2 separate regions of the Lactuca sativa genome follow, and region 2 is linked to region 1. The links are chromatin contacts, called in public Hi-C maps. All regions are on one chromosome and are shown on one strand. The core of a region is the stretch at or near the end of the contact, and the rest is flanking DNA. Distances in the headings are between cores, read along the strand shown. Region 1 holds the start of LOC111913315. Region 2 holds the start of LOC111894351 (hydroxyproline O-galactosyltransferase GALT6).

What was found. Hi-C and Micro-C count contacts between places; a contact is called where the count stands out from the background.
Region 2: a Hi-C map of bud shows a contact between it and region 1, with 5 times the contacts expected there. The contact joins the promoter of LOC111894351 here to the promoter of LOC111913315 in region 1. A contact is called at or near these places in 2 of 4 Hi-C or Micro-C datasets (bud and leaf).

Annotation. Positions count from the first base shown.
Region 1 is chr5:41,505,850-41,511,501 of Lsat_Salinas_v11, forward strand. It overlaps LOC111913315, which reads right to left and starts at 3,383. Exons shown (of 4, transcript XM_023909031.3): 1 at 2,765-3,383; 2 at 2,568-2,678; 3 at 2,204-2,476; 4 at 1,726-2,108. The coding sequence starts at 3,277. The coding sequence ends at 1,911.
Region 2 is chr5:41,692,239-41,697,890 of Lsat_Salinas_v11, forward strand. LOC111894351 (hydroxyproline O-galactosyltransferase GALT6) reads left to right here and starts at 3,540. Exons shown (of 8, transcript XM_023890427.3): 1 at 3,540-3,970; 2 at 4,084-4,889. The coding sequence starts at 4,139. LOC111894348 reads left to right here and starts at 1,726. Exons shown (of 3, transcript XM_023890423.1): 1 at 1,726-2,412; 2 at 2,518-2,788; 3 at 2,875-3,122. The coding sequence starts at 1,726. The coding sequence ends at 3,122.

The DNA of each region.
Region 1 (5,652 bases), core at 2,133-4,632:
CAACATCTGAGAGACGAACATCAAGTTTACCTATCAACACGTCCTTCTCAATGATCGTTTGTTTCAACACGCCAATCTCAACCAAGAGCTCTGTGTTGGAAGGCTCAACTCCCTTCAACACCAATAACCGTAAACCCCCAGAAACGATGAAAACAAGTGTTTTTCGTGCAGTTTTGATGCCTTTAGCTGTGAAAACTCAAACAAATGCATAACCAAGCTTTGAACAATGAAGAAAATGAAGATCATTTCAACCGTAAACTCCACTAAAGTTGTTTTGACACCAGATTTTCCCTGATGCTAATTGTAAGGTCTCAATTACAAGATCCAAACCAGTGATCAAAACAAACAATAACAAGAATGAGTAGAAAAATAAGATGATTAAGCAATGCACACGTTCATTCACAAAAACGTCTAGTACACCTTGAGTTACACACAATCGATTGTAAACACTTATGATACGTCACTTTTCTGACAGACTCTGACACAAATTATTTATAAGAATTGACTGGCCGTAAACCTGTTTACGGCCGTGAACACCAATTCAACCGTAAACACATACAAACAAGCTACAAGACACCTCCAACCTGACCAAAACCCTATCAAGACTTACACAAAAGATTGCCTAGCCCAAACCACTAAATAATGACCTATTAGAGCGCATGATCCAAAGAATTGGACAAGATCGGAAATCGGATTTACCTAAAACCGGGTCAGCTCCAATGCTTTTAACATATCGGTTTTCGGGTAAGAACCATACTGGATCCGAAAATTGTAAATCGATCCAATATATGAATAGACTTTTTCTATTGACGTGAACTAGCCATATGCGACTAGTACCTAAATATTATGGTAGTGATTTTTTGCATTCTTTTTTTTTTATTAATGTAAAATGACTAAAACTTCCATGAAAATAATATTTGTTGGAGAAATGCTTATAAAGTAATACCAATCTTGCAATATTACAGTAGTGATTTATCCATCCATTACAAAATAAACATCTTTAAAAGTAAATTCTTTAAAAAGAACACATTATGTATAAAACTCCATCAATCCAAATTGACGTAATTTTAAGGAAATACGATATGCATCAAAACAAGCATTTCAAGTTTATGTTTTGGTCTAAATAAAGGAAGCCCATAAATAAATATGCAGCAAACAGAAAGCCCAACAAACGGTCCAACAACTTATAATCCACTTGAAGTACCGAAACCCGGTTTGGGGAACCGGAAAACCATAAACGGGTCCGATTCCGATTTTTGAAAATTGGTTTTCGGTTGTCAGACCGGGCCCGACCCGTTGCTCATTTTAAAGTAATCTATTTGAAACTGCTGAGATGTGATTTTGCAACTTGCTGTCCTGTTGACTACTTGACCATTTGGATATTTGGATTGGAGATCTGAAGTTCAAAGTTTCATAATTCCATAGACTACTCATCCTTTCTGGTTAACATATACGTTTAAAAATTTTAAACTTAAATAAGGATTCGCCTTTATGTAATCAACTATTAATATCTCGTTTTAATTTTTCAGTTAGTACGAAGTGCATCATTTGCTTGAGGCTCTGCTATTGTTGACAGTTTGGGTAGATTCTCAATTTGTGAAAATGTATTAGTAATGTATTTATCTTTGATGGATGTAAGTGTAAACTTGTACTAATATGGAATTTAATTAAATATTTTTTTTTCTGTACTTATGTTTAATAAAAATCTTGTTATACATCCATATATTCATACAATAGCCCAAGAACTTTTATTAGCACATATGGCTCCAACATATCTGAATCTTTCAAAGCTCTAAAAAGATGGTAAACAAAGCAGAAATTTAGTAACATCAAGTCATGAAATGAACAAAGTGTACCTAATAGCTAGTTTCAAATGACTCCTGTACGTTTCTTTAAAATTGGGAAAGTGTTTAGTTCCATGGACTAGGAAGCCTGGCATCTCTGAATACAGAAGTGCCACCATTGGCGGCTGGTGAAGGAGATGAAGCAATGTAATTTGTTCCTGTTACAGATACAGTTGGATTACCATTACCTTGTTGGCTTGTAGGAGCAAATCTTGATGGGCTACTTGTCACTACCCCTGAAGTTGTTCGTGAAGGATTTGATGCCTGCATTTATTCCAAAAGATTCATTCACACCCCTTTTATAAAAAATGATGATGATGATGATCTAACTGTATATACTTTGTTAGATTATGTTTTACCATAGCAAAAGGGGTCCTTCTATGAAGGGAATCTGAAGATGGTGACACGCTGCTCATTCTTGGTAAACTGCGTGAATGTTGATTTTGATCAGCATCTGCTCCTTCTGTATCGCCATTACAGTTGACTTCTGAAGCGGGTCGTGGAGTCACCTGTCTACTCATGGAACCAGAGTCATTCCCAACATCCACTTGGAGAGATATTGATTGGTGCCCTGTAGTAGTACCCTGCTGCACACTGCTTCTTCTTCGTAGCTCCTCTTCAGCACTCAAAATCTATGAACCCAAAGATAGGAAAGAATTTTGTTAGAATAAAGAATTATGGTGAGGTTATCAAATAAGAAAGGAATATATACAGTATACTCACCTGTTTCAGAACTTGTACCAGATTATGCTTCCTTGCATTCAGGATCTGCAACTTCTCTTCAACCTCCTTTTTCCTTTTCTCTATATCACTCAGTGTAACGTTCTTAAGTGGCTGGTAGGCAAAAACACTAATAGTTAAAGTCATTCGTTTCAATTCTCAAAAATGATAAACAATCCATTGCAATAACCAATTAATACCTCTAACTGATGTTGAGCATCCGTTTTCCCTTCCTCTTGAAGGTCATCCACAGCATTTAAGGCGTTTTCCGGGACATCAACAACAGCTTTAGCATCATCAACTGCCACTAATTGTTCACCAGGAATCACTAAAGTCTCGTCTTCATCGCCGACCTTTGATTCTTTCTGACCGTTTGCTTGTTGATCTGCATGATTCGATTTCACCAATTCGTCATCAAATGTTTTATCGTCATTAACCTTTGATGCTTCCTCATCTTTGGAGACATCTTCCACAGCAGGTCCGTCGGATTCAGGTGGTTCTCTATCATCGGAAGTAGCATCCTCAACAGAATTCTCATTAGGGTTAGGGTTAGGGTTCGGGGTGGTGGCCTCGAGGCGAGAAAGGGCTCTGGAACGGCGTTGGAGGAGATTCTTGAAATCCCTAGGAGAGATTTTGGGGGTGGGCACTAGCCATTGGTGGGGAACGTCAGGGCTACGGTGGAGCTTCCCTTTGTAAAGCGAAATCGCAACCATTTTTTCTGGGATCGTCTCTCCTTCGCTGTCTCTGATTCCCCTTCTAACAGTCCTTTTAAACGGGTCGGGTATCCGCCACGCCTTTCGACCGAATGTGTAATGTGTTGGTTTTCAGTTTCACGGTTTTTAAACGCGTAATCAAATTAATTTATAGCTTTTTAAAATAATAACTTTTTTTTTTATTTTGATTTGTTTTAAAACTAAAACTTAATTATTCTTTTTAAAATTACTTTAACCATCACTACATTAACAAATAAAAGGTTGTAACAAAAGATAATTAAAGTATATGATACTTTTTCATAAAATTATTAAAGTTCATGTTTTTGAATATTTAAATATTGTTTTGCTTATATGCTTATATATTAGTGATCACTTTTGGTAGTAGAAGTGCATGCTTCATCAGTTGAGTTGAAAAAGAAATATTTGGTTCAATTGTTAACATATACAAATGGTTTGGTTGATCGAAATTTAAATTTAAAAAGGTAAAAAAAGTCAATTTACAATCAAAATGAAAAACAAAGTCAAAAGTTAATAAAAGAATAATACTATCACATGGATATTTCTTAATTTTAGATAATTATAGCTTCGATTACTATAAATATATAAAATATTATTGTTGTGGCTACTTCAAAACACTTTAATTTAAAAAATAATTCCGATTTTATAATAAAAATTTACTATAAAATGATAAGTAAATATTAGCTAATATCTTATAAAAAAAAAAGTTAAAATTTTTCATTATTATATATACATATTAAAGTTGGACAATCCTTAGGGTACCTTGGGTTGGTTAGTTGACGTGAGTTTGGTTAATCTCGATATCCACCGCCTCAAATTGGGATCTACTCTCGATACTTCCCGAACCTTTCATTCCCACCGCCACTATCCTCCACCGCCTTAAGCGGCTGTCATTCGTTAATTCCTTTCTTGCGTCTTCTTCAACCTCCTCAACCCAACTGTAACTCTGTTTTTGCTTATATGTTTCCGTTATGCTTGCTTGCATTCCCAATTGTTACCAGAGGTCAGGCACGTCAATTGAAGGTATGTGTCTTTTTAGCCCTCTTCTACTTCTTCACTGTTCATGGCGCTGTTTGATTTCGGCCTCTATGTTGGCCTCTATGTTGAAGGTAGCCTGCCTCCATAAGCAAGATGGTTCCAAGTTCAATTTTCGGTTGTCAGTTGTTCTCTCTGTTCGATACTAATGCGACGGCCTCTGTCGAGCCATGAAGATGACCTCTAAGTGTTGTTTGTTGATTCCTTGCATATCAAAATCGAATTTCTTTTTCTATAGTCCACATCCGTCTTGCAACGGGACCATCGACCCCAACTGTCTATCAGGTAATTTGGTTTGGGGAGAGACGGAAGGCGAGGGAGGACCCCGTCTACCGCATCGTTCGTTGTCGGTGCCCGTATGGAAGGTTTAACTTACGCACCTATTTTTTTTCCTTTTTACCTGTGATTAAGATGCCCTTTGTGATTTTCAGATTGTGGTGTTCTTCTCAACCTGTCATCTTCATATGCTTTCTTATATCCACCGCTACCTTGACGTTTCATTGAACCTAGGTACGTTTCGCAATTTGAATTTAAAGTTTTTTCCTTATGCAGATTACCTGTCAATGTTGGTTTATGGAGTTTTTGCTTTCGTATGTATATGGATAATCGAACCGTTAAAAATTGAATTTTTGCTTGTGGTGATTTTGATAGTTTGGCACTGCTTTTAGGGTTTCAATTATATTCTACTTTGTTCAGATTTCTTTCCTATTATGTTTCAATTGCAAATAAAAAAAAATCTTTTTTTTGAATTTAGATTGAATGATTAGAGGTTCATAAACACTATTGTTCCCTTTTGGTGATCATGGTTTCATGAAGTAAGTTTATGATCACGATGAGCTTATCTGAAAACTCACTTTGTCTTCCGATTGTTGACCACCACCAGTCAGGTTAGATCTATCAAATCCATGATCTGCTACTCCTTGCTATATGTTTAGTTAGGATATGTCAGATTCATATTTTAGGGTTTTGTTATTTTTTGTATTTATGAAGCAATCGTGCTGGGTGTTTTATGAAATGCATCAAACACTTTGAGGGCTAATCAGACAGCTCTTTGGAACAAAAGCAAATGATGAACTAATCTTATAATCATCATCAACACAAGGGTTTCAAATGGTAAGACTTTCAGATGCTGTAATCATATTCTTCCAATCATTATTTAAGAAAAATCATCTCTAAATGGATTGTCTAATTCTAAACAGAAATTCTACATGGGTTGCAATTACGTGATCGGTAGGTATCTTTCCTTACTCAATTTCGTTATTTAGAATAGGATTGGGTTCTAATTCCACATTTGGCTTGACCTAACTGCAGGGACCTTTTTT
Region 2 (5,652 bases), core at 2,290-4,789, 190 kb after region 1:
CAAGATCTCTTGAGCTCCGAGTTGGTCTATCATTAAGAAGGTGTTGACTTTGAGCTTTAAAGTGACAATTTGACCCATTTCCCTATCCAAAATTTTAGTACTTATGTGCCTGAACCAAGTGTGTGATTTGTATGTGTTGTAGCTTCCCCTTAGTGAATTCAAATGTTTTTACAATAAATTGGTGATGTTTTAATCAACGTGAGACACATGTTAGAGTATTTTGTGAGTTATTAGTTATGTTTGTAAAATGAAATATGTTTGATTTGTTAATGGTAAAGATTATGAAATATTATGACTTTACACCGTTGCTTTACATATATTGCATAAGACACTTGTGTGTGAATGAATGTCGTTGGAAAAAGAAGAGTTTACTTGGATTGTGCATCATAAAGTATAAATTGCATGGCTAAGGATTATATTACTCTCTAGACTCCTTTTAAGAAACTATCGGGATGGTATCTTCCTTCACAAAATAGTGTTAGAAATTGGGTAGGGTTTATAGTAGAGATCTGCATACCCCTTGGATCGTGTAAACACTTTTCGAACTAATATTTCTACCATATGCCCATGTTACAAGAAATTCAGCATAGGGTAATCCTAAGGGGACATTTCCGAATCTAGGCACAGAAAACGTAAGCCAAATTGCTAGAGAATTTTGATTTCGTATAAACAAGAGCTAAAAAGTGATATATTCTCTTTAAAATGAGAGCTATTTTTATATAGAAAACAATCGATAGGGTTTCGTCTTAGGGTTGGTCGTCATGGGTTCCTTTGGAAACAAGTCAAGGGAATCCAGAATTAATGAGGAAATCAATGGTTTCCAAAACTGACAATCTTAGTCAGTTTTACCTAGCCAGGGGCTCTGCCCCTTGGACCCCGCTAGAGGCGCTGCCCCTTTGGAAACCTCGAACCTGAGGGCGCTACCCCTGGACCCCCGACTTATTGTCGAACCAGCTTCTAATTTGATCTTATACATACATGCACTCCGCACATACCCAAACATCTAGTATTAGAGTACAAATTATGAAACCCCTTAGCTCATATGTAAGTTCCAATTACACAAAATGTCCCGATGACACTAAAATCACCAACAAATAATTGTTTAGTTCCTGAATGGAAAACATTCCAAAGTCAATGGATAGTTCTTAGGAACAAGCTTTAAAATAAGGTGCCGGTCTTGGGAGATTCAGGGGTGAAAAGTTCTACCCTCAAGGTACGTTAGTGTGTACGTTTGATGGGAAAAACTAGTGTTTACTAGTTTCATGAGACTTGTTTAGGTATCGGATTTCCATTATGCTTGAAATCATATATTACAAATGTATTGTACTTGTATATATTTTGGAAAAAAAAACGCTATTATTCACAAAAGTTAAGTTTGTCGGTATATGAAAAAATGTTACCGCGAATTCCCAGGCTTATTCACAATTAGGTTGTCCGGTATGGTAGTCTAAAACACGCTTGGGGCTGACGTGGACACCCCTGGAGACGTGTGAACACCGCCCCAGGGGTGGGTGGGTTGCATGTGGCGTGAGGCGGAAGACGGGTGAAGACGGAAGTTTTGATTGGCTATTTATTTTTTGAATGTTATATTACCATTTGACAATTAAAAAAAATCTTTTTATTATTTTTTCAAATTCTCTCTATATATACATTCATTTTACACATAATTTTCACTAACACACACCCATATTTTTTTCAAAACAAACACACACATTCAACCAAAAAATGGATAATTTTCCACCTCTGATTTCTTGGTCATGTGATGATAACGATTCTGATGAGGATTTGATTTTGTATATGTTGTTGTCCGTGGCACAAGACATGGTACCTGATAGGGGCGGAAGTTCAAACGTTGAGAAGAAGCATAAAAAATGGATCAACCGGGATCGAGAGGCGGCACATGAACTTTTGGTACGTGATTATTTTGTCGTTGATAGTTTATATGATCTATTGAAATTCGAAGAACGTTTTCGTATTAGTAGAAATTTATTTTTACGTATAGCTAGAGATTTGGTACGTAATTATGAATTTTTCCAATTACGATGGGATGCTAGAGGTAAACGCGGTATTACTACGATACAAAAATATATGTCCGCTCTTAGACAATTGGCATACAGCATCGCCGCAGACGCATCATATGAGTATCTGAAAATGTCTGAAAGGATGGGTCGAGAGTGTACATATCTATTTTGTGAGTATGTTATAGAGATTTACCGTGACATATATTTGCGACATCCGACTAAAAGCGATGTCGAACAGCTGTATGTCGTGCATCAAGCTAAACATGGTTTTCCATGGATGCTTGGTAGCATTGATTTTACATATTGGGAGTGGGCAAATTGTCCCAACAAGTGGCATGGTTTGTTCACGCGAGGTGATCATGGGGTGCCGACTGTTATTTTGGAGGCGGATGTTTCAAATGACTTATGGTTTTGGCATGCATTCTTTTGTATGGCGGGGTCAAACAATGACTTGAATGTGCTCTAAGCGTCTCCGATATTTAACGATATTTTACAGGGTAAAGCACCAGAAATGTCATATGTTGTCAATGGAAATGAATATAAATATGAGTATCACATAGGTGATGGGATATATCCAGAATACGCTACATTTGTCAAGTCATACACATTTCCGGCCAACAATAAACGAAAAATGTTCAAGTTAGTACAAGAATCTGCAAGGAATGATATAGAACGGGCGTTTGGAGTCCTCAAACAAAAGTGGCACATAATCAAACATCCGGCACGAACATGGGACAGGGAAAAATTGACGACGGTGTTGACTGTTTGTGTTATTTTACATAACATGTAATAGAAGAAGAGGGTAGGCTTATTTGTTCATATACCACAAACGATATATTTAATTCACCTGCAGTAATACAAGTTGGCAGTCCGGCATATTTCTCAAGAGTTTTGGAAATACAAAACCGTAAAACAAATCACAATCTACGACATGATTTGACCGAATACATATGGGAAAGACAATTCCAAGGGCAAAATGACAGTGAAGACGATGAGGATGATGATGGTGACGATGAAGAGGATGACGATGGTGGCGACGAGGAGGATGAGGACGGTGACGACGAGACGGATGATATCGGTGACGACAATGACGACGATTAGAATTTTTCTATATTTTTTAATTTTTATTTTATTTAGACGTAATGTTCAATTTTAGTAATTTAAGTTTTAAATTTCTATGTTTTAAATTAATGAAACGTGGTTTTATTTTTTTATGTTTTCACAAAATTAATTTATGTTATAAATTATGTTTTTTTATTTAATATAATGTTAAAATAAAAAAATAGTGGTTTTATTTTTTTATGTTTTCACAAAATTAATTTATGTTATAAATTATGTTTTTTTATTTAATATAATGTTAAAATAAAAAAATAGAATTTCTGGAGTGGTAACCATTTTCATTATTTAATGGATTGGTGGTGAAGCTGACATGACACAACACAGAGATGGCTACTCCCACAATATTATTGGGTTATTCTTATTCATGATTACTATATAAGATTATTTTGTTAAAGTCTAATATAGATATAATATGCTACATCAGAACAAAATATGATCTTTTAATTGAGAATAAGTACTAAAATCAAAAGTTTAATTTTAACGACTCTATCTATCATATTAGAGTTGTCAGTGGGATAGATAACTATGATATAGAAGATTAACTTGTACACATAATTTGAATTTTTGGATAATCAATTCAATTTCTGTTTGGTTTCAGGTAGAGGCCACCGGCCACCGCCTGCGAAAGCTTCTTTTTCAATACACACTTCCAAGTTCCACGTCTCCATGTAAAACTCTACCTCCCCTTCCACCGCATAACCCTTCGTCTCTCTCTGCAACACTCTCTCCAAACGTGTCTGATGTTTCATGTTCAATTCTGAGAGCCAATAGCTATACAAAATCAATCGGAACTTGTTTCCTTCTCATGATCCACGATAATTCACACCACGGTTGGTTTTTTTTCCGACTTCTGAGTCTGTTCTTGTTCTTGTTCTCGTTTAGTTGGATAATTAAAGAGATTAACCATGAAACGGACTAAATTAGACGGGTTCATGTCTTTCAGACAGAAAAGATGGATTCAATTTCTGATCGGCGTAGGGATTTTGTATCTGCTGCTCATGGTCAATTTCGAAGTACCCTTCCTGTTCAAATCAGTTACTCAAGAAAAAGATGCAGAACAAAGTTCTAGAAATACCTTGTTCTTCACCGACGGATTGTCTAAGGAATCGTTAGTCTTAGACAGTGAAGAAGAATCCCCAATTCGACCTCTGAAAGTCCCCCATTATGCTCCATCAAATCCTAGGCGTGTTGGAAAAATCCGCGAATTCAAAGCTTTATCAAACTTGAAATTTGACGTCGACTTTGTAAACACTAAACCTGGATTTGGGGGAATTCAAACATCTGCAAAAGAAGCTTTTCTCGTAGGGAAGAGTTTCTGGGAAGAAGTTGAATCACCATCGAAAAACAACATAACAGAAGGTATCAAAAACCAAACTATCGAGAGTTGCCCTGGTTCGATTACGCTATCAGGTTCTGGTTTCCAAAAAAAGGGAAACATTATCGTGCTTCCTTGTGGGATGACATTGGGATCACATATAACTCTTGTCGGGAGACCTAGAAAGGCTCATTTTGAACAGGACCCAAAGATCTCATTGTTGAAACAGGGTGAGGTTTCACAGTTTATGATGGAGTTGCAGGGTTTGAAAACTGTTGATGGAGAAGACCCACCAAGAATTTTGCATTTTAATCCTCGATTGAAGGGTGATTGGAGTGGAAAACCTGTGATTGAACAGAACACTTGTTACAGAATGCAATGGGGCATTGCTCATCGATGCGAGGGATGGAAGTCTAGGGTTGAAGAAGAGACTGGTAAGTCACATATTTAATTATGAGTTATAATCTTATATGTCGGATTAAATATTTAAATATTGTCTTCATTAAGATTGTTAAATTATATTAAAAGAAGAAAACAACACCAAAATGTATGAACTATAAAGCTTTTATTTAGAAGTAGGACAACGCTTAGAAACTCTGTTCCCCATGAATGAATGAATGAATTGTCATTTGATAAATTTCTACAAGTTGTCTAGTCATGTCAACGTGTGTATCCACGTGTCAACATGTTTGATGACATGTCAAAATAACTTTTTTTAATTTATAAGAGATTTGCCAAAAGAGTCCATTTGAATCGACTAAAGTTCACCTTTTTTTTTTATTTCATTAGTAATATACAACTTATGAGTATAAACTGTTACTAAAATTGATGTAATAATAATTTAAAATAAGACAATTTTAGGAGATATATACACGTGGATGATTTGTAAATCATACAATTCGTTTCCTTTTTACCTAAAAAATGCTTTTGCCCATCCGGTAATAATAATAGAATATATTTCTAAAGCTGGTGTCATTTCAATGGTCCACAACTAGCTTTTCAATTTAATGGTCCACTAGCAAATGAACTTTATTTTTTGATGTTGACTTCAACCTTAATGCTCCTTTGGTCCCAAAGTTCGATTGAAATATTAGGTTAAGAAATAAGATAATCCCATTGAAAAACTTAAATTACAACATGTTTTTTGATCGTGTATTGAAACTTCACAAAAGTAAAAGGTATAGTTATTTCGTAGCA